Regions from separate parts of the Mus musculus genome. Here region 1 is linked to region 2. The links are chromatin contacts, called in public promoter capture Hi-C maps. All regions are on one chromosome and are shown on one strand. The core of a region is the stretch at or near the end of the contact, and the rest is flanking DNA. Distances in the headings are between cores, read along the strand shown. Region 1 holds the start of Ovol1 (ovo like zinc finger 1). Region 2 holds the start of 4930481A15Rik (RIKEN cDNA 4930481A15 gene).

What was found. Capture Hi-C pulls out chosen DNA fragments and counts their contacts.
Region 1: a contact with region 2 is called in a promoter capture Hi-C map of pancreatic islet. A contact is called at or near these places in 9 of 39 promoter capture datasets (the 3T3-L1 cell line, the SN4741 cell line, cranial neural crest and 5 more), 9 of 484 Hi-C or Micro-C datasets (CD4 T cells, the HL-1 cell line, cerebral cortex and 5 more), 7 of 130 datasets of targeted methods (CD8 T cells, double positive thymocytes, effector CD8 T cells and 4 more) and 4 of 9 other capture datasets (adipose tissue, embryonic stem cells, liver and 1 more).

The regions. Positions count from the first base shown.
Region 1 is chr19:5,559,223-5,561,922 of GRCm38.p6, reverse strand. It overlaps Ovol1 (ovo like zinc finger 1), which reads left to right and starts at 1,348. Exons shown (of 4, transcript NM_019935.3): 1 at 1,348-1,722. The coding sequence starts at 1,623. It also overlaps a transcript of Ap5b1 not described here.
Region 2 is chr19:5,405,443-5,408,142 of GRCm38.p6, reverse strand. It overlaps 4930481A15Rik (RIKEN cDNA 4930481A15 gene), which reads right to left and starts at 1,328. Exons shown (of 4, transcript NR_027938.2): 1 at 1,060-1,328.

The DNA.
Region 1 (2,700 bases), core at 99-2,598, 150 kb before region 2:
TTTGCTTGAGACAGGATTTCACTATGAAACATAGATTGGTTTCTAACTCAGTTTCCCTACCTCAGCTTCCCACAAGCTGGGATCACAAGCATGAACCGTATCCACCTGTGACTCCTGACTTTTGAACTGTGTGAATTAATTTATCAGACTAATTTCCTCACAGTCTGTTCCGGCAAACATTTAACACTATGTGAGACAGGTGTACTGAAGTCTGGAGTCTAAAAATGTTAGCAGCCTTTAACTGCAGGTTCCATCCCTGCCTTTAATAGGTCAGCCAGTAAAAGCAACCCAGCACGGCCAAAGTGTCATAGTGTGGCTCACACGAAGGCCACGGAACACTCTCAGTTCAATGGGGGTGGGGCATAGCTCCAACTAGGCCTGCTGAAGAGTACAGCAGGGTGGAGGGGGAGCTGCTTGCTGATCTCCCACCCAGGGAGGACACTGGTTGCAACAGGCAAGAGGACTGTGTCAGATCTCACTCAGCTGGAGTCATTATCCCAGAGCCTCTTCCAGGTTTTCAGAATCTGAAATCCGGCTGTTTATGACCAGGAGAGTTTGGGCGAATACACCCGCCCATATGCCAAGGTGCTGGCCTGGGTTAGGTTGGACTCAGGGCAGTTTAATCGCCCTCGAAACCAGAAGGCAGGCTCCAGCTTTGGATTCACAGGCGCATCCGAGCCTCCCGGTCCACGCGCACCTCTCGTCTCGCGTGCCTTTCCGCAGGAACCCGGTGCCCAGCAAATACCTCTCCGCTGAACCAAGAATTGCTCACCCTGGCCTTGGGGATCCCTGGCCGCTGGGTTCGGGCCCGGACCGCCGGTTCCCGCTCCGCGGCTTTGTGCCTCTCCCGGCGCCCCGGGCGCGCCAGGCTGGGCCCGGACCTGTTGGGCCAGTTTTATGTCATCGCCCACAGAGCGTGCGAGCGCCGGTGCAAATAACGTTGCCCTCCCCTCCCTTTCCGTGCCCGCTCCCTCCGAAACTCTAGTTTGCAAACGTGAGCACGCTGGGCAGGGGAGGTCCGGGGCGGGCCGGGTGCTTCTGGGTGTGGGGACCGGAGCACGCCCCCTAACCCTGCCCCCGTCGTGCCACCCCGCCCGGGCCGCGAGGCCACCTCACCCGCAGCGGAATGGAAACCGGTTCGACAGGTAACAAATAGGTGGGTTGTCACCGTTATTTCCCAACGCATGCGCCATCGCTCTCTCGGCCACTCCAAGCTAATTAGATCAGATCAACACCCCTACCCCACCCCCGCCCGAGCCACCAACACACACCGCCGCGAGCCAATAAAGCGTGAACCCGTCCGTCCAGCTCGCACTTGAAGACTTCGCGAGCAGCCGCGGGGACGCCAGTCGAGCTAAAGGACGCTGGCTTAGCGCTTCTGCGATCCCGGTGCACCTGGCTGCACCCTCTCTGTGGACACCGGCGACCTTCGGCGTAGTTGGAAACGCCACGCGTGGTCCCTGGTACACTCTGTCCTAAGAACGTGGACACGCCTCGGCGACTCTTTCCTTGAACTGTCCCTATTCCCGCGCCTCAACCCCGATCCGGTGGAAGAAAAGGTGGGACGACCACACGAACTCGACTTACCAGAGCGAACCGCGCCGGGCCAGGAGGAACTGAAGATGCCTCGCGCGTTCCTGGTGAAGAAGCCATGCGTCTCCACGTGCAAGAGGAACTGGAGCGAGCTCCCGGACGAAGAGCGCGGCGAGATCTACGTGCCAGGTGAGGCGCCTCGGGCTCCCGGCGCCGGGAGGGCGGGGCGCACGGACCAGCGGTCGGCGCCGGTCAGTCGAGCGTGGGGACGCAGATTCTCGTCGCGATTCGACCCCCGGCGCTGAAGGAGCGTGGGTGGGGGAAGGGGACTCCAAACCGAGGCTTTGCCGCTCTCAGGCCCGGGATCTCCTGCCCGCGCCGCGCTACAGGGGACGCAGTGGGGTGTGTCACCGCTCAGGCGACCTCCGGCTCTCGTGTCGTAAATCCAGAAAACCCGGGCTTTCATGAGGCAGGAGAGGAGCACTGGAGCGATGCCACTTTGGAGGGGAGGGCCAGGGAATGGAAAGGAGCAGAGCTGGAGTTTCCGCTGAAACTTGGGCTACATTGTAAGAGAAAACTTGGCCCCATAACTTTGGTGGTATTGAAATGAGGGTCCAGATTCAGGACCACCGAATTTCCCTGGACTCCTGCCTGACGGTCCAGGAGCTGCTGGGAAATAAACCCAATGTACCTTGCTTGCCTTTGAGACAGTCCCACCTCGGTTCAGCTCGTGGAGGACACTAAGCAAAAGATGGTTCTTAGAGCCGTAAGGTACTCCAGGAAGCCAGTGTACCTAGTTTATTTAGGGAGGACGCCTTGACAGCCTGCACGTCAACTTAGAATTGAGTTGCTAGAATTGTCTCTTCTTCCAGCTGCATCTTCCTCTGAGACCCTAGAAAACTTCTGCCCCCTCTCTCCCAATACAAAACTCCCCTCCCCTATCTTGGGGGGTGGGGCAGGAGCCTACTGCCCTGCGCCTCCAAGGGGGGAGGGGGAGGCGGTAATTAACCAACCGACTTTGACCCTTGATCTGCAGGTTCCCTGGCTCCACCCAGGCTTTTAAGAAAGCAGGGGAAATGAGGGTGGTGAGTGAGGGGCCCTGTGCGGGTTCTTGCCTCAATTTCCCTCTTGGAAAGCTGTCTTGGGCGTAATGGTGTTTTGTGTCAG
Region 2 (2,700 bases), core at 79-2,578:
TCTGCTAGCCTGGCATGAAGGCACACACCTTTAAGAAAATTTGAGGCTAGCCTGAGCTGCAGAGTAAGATAGTGGAGGTGACCCCCCTAAAACATAAAATAGGGGATAGTGAGGTGACTCAATGGGGAAAGTGCTCTCTGTGCAAGCCGGATGACATGAGTTCAATTCCCAGAACCCACATGAAAGTGGCAAGAGAGAACAAAGTTGACTTCTGACCCCACATACATGCTGTGGCAGTAGCCACCCCCTTCCTATCATGCACACACAATAACAATAAAAATAAATAGAACAAATGAATGAGTGATTTAAAATAAAGTGACTGGTTTTACGTCACCGTCAGATCTCTGAGCTTGACTCACTCTTACTTTGTGTTCGCCTCTCTGAACTTGATTTAGAACAACACAGTTGCTGCTCTCCTGGCCAGTGGAGCCCCTACCATCGAGCACAGAGGGAAGCGTCCTTCCTATCCTCACCCTCTACTCCAAACTCCTGCTCTCCTATTGTAAAGGGATGGGAGGAGAACGGTGGTAAAGGAGGAGTGGGCATGACTGGCTCCTCCAGGTGCTGGATAAAGCTACTCCAGCAAGATAAAGCTACTCCAGCAGGAAGAGATGCTCAGCAGATGGGAGAGTGTACCACAGATGGGAGAGTGTACCACAGATGGGAGAGTGTACCACAGATGGGAGAGTGTACCACAGATGGGAGAGTGTACCACAGATGGGAGAGTGTACCACAGAGGGTTCAGCTTCCAGGTCCCACATAGCGGCTCATAACGATCTGTAACTTCAGTTTCAGTGACCAGCGCCCTCTTCTGGACTCTCTGGGCATGTGGGGCACGGACATACACGCAAGCAAAACATCCTTACACATTTAAAGAGTTTAAACTACAAAAGCTGTTCTTATCTGTGGGTGCTGCCTGTGTTTTCTGGGACACCTTTCCAGATCGACCCCAACTTCAGCAAATGGTAGCCCCTATGTTTCGATGGCTCTGATTTTCTTCCCTCTGGCACACGCAGACCCATTCTATGGGGGCTCCCCTCACAGGATCCGTTTTTTTACCTTAGGGTTAGTCAGTCTCCACTGCCAGGCCATACGCTTGCTGGAGGTCACGGCACTACTGACGCCCTGGGCCACCACAACACCAGTGAGCCTCTTGAGCTTTCTTAGAGCACTTAGTACCAGATTTAGAATTAGAAGACAATTCACCAGTCAGGCGTGTGGTGCAGGCCTTTAGTCCCAGCACCCAGCAGGGGCAGGTGGATCTTTGAGTTTGAAGCCAGCCTGGTCTACAGAGTGAGTTCCAGTCCAGTCAAGGTTACATGTTGGGAGCCGCCCCCACATTCGCCGTCACAAGATGGCGCTGACATCCTGTGTTCTAAGTGGTAAACAAATAATCTGCGCATGTGCCAAGGGTATTTTACGACTACTTGTACTCTGCCTTTCCCGTGAACGTCAGCTCGGCCATGGGCTGCAGCCAATCAGGGAGTGATGCGTCCTAAGCGAAGGATAACTCCTCCTTAAAGGGGACGGGGTTTCGGCCATTCTCTCTTGCTCTGCGCGCCCGGCGCTCTGGCTCCTAAAGATGTAAACAATAGAGCGCGCTCTGCGCTTTGGCGCGCCGGAGCTCTGGCTCCTAAAGATGTAAGATTGGGGTGGCTTTCGCTTTTGGGGCTGGGGGTTTGCGCTCCTGGCTCCTGAAGATGTAAGCAATAAAGTTTTGCCGCAGAAGATTCTGGTTTGTTGTGTTCTTTCCTGGCCGGTCGTGAGAACGCGAATAAGAGTTACACAGTGAAATCATGTCTTGAAAAAAAAAACAAACATAAAAAAGGAGGAGGAGGAGGAGGAGGAGGAAGAGGAGGAGGACAGGAAGAGGGAAAGAAGACAGTTTAGTAGCTTCAGGTTTGAGATCTCAGCAGGATACCAGCTGTTTCCAAACTGATGTCATTACCAACTCACTCTCTCAAAATTTACCCTAGAGGCTGGCAAGACACCTCAGCGGGTAAAGGAGCCACGAAACATAACGTCAACCTAAGCTTGACAGCTGAGACTCACACGGCAGAAGGGGAGAACTGACTATAAGTTATCCTCCCAGTGGTCACATGCATCCCAGACCACACACCCCAGCCTATCCACAAATAGATAAATAAGTGTAAAAGTCTAAGAAATCTACCCTTGCACCGGGAGCACGTTTCAGGAGGCAGGGTGCGTGCCTGGGATGCAAGAAGCCTTGAGTTAAGGGTCCAGCACCAAATAAACCAGGCACAGTGGCGAGCACTGTAATCTCCACGCTAGGGAGGTGGAGGCAGGAGGATCAGAAGTTGAAGTTTATCCTTGTCTGTATAGCAAGTTCAAAGCTAGCCTGGGCTACATTAGACTCTTTCTTAGATAGATAGATAGATAGATAGATAGATAGATAGATAGATAGATAGATAGATAGAATCCAATTTGAATCCATTCATACTTCTGACAAGGATGAGGGTCAAAAGTGGCAGAGTGTGGATCAGGCTGGGGCTGGAGAGACAGCTCAGAGGATAAGAGCACTGGCTGCTCTTCCAGAGGATTTCGGTTGGGTTCCCAGCACCCACATGGAGGCTCACAACTGTAACTCCTTTCCAGATCCAGTGTTCTCTTCTGACCTCAGCAGGCACTGAATTCATGTGATATACATACAGATATACTTGTGGGTAAAACACCCATACA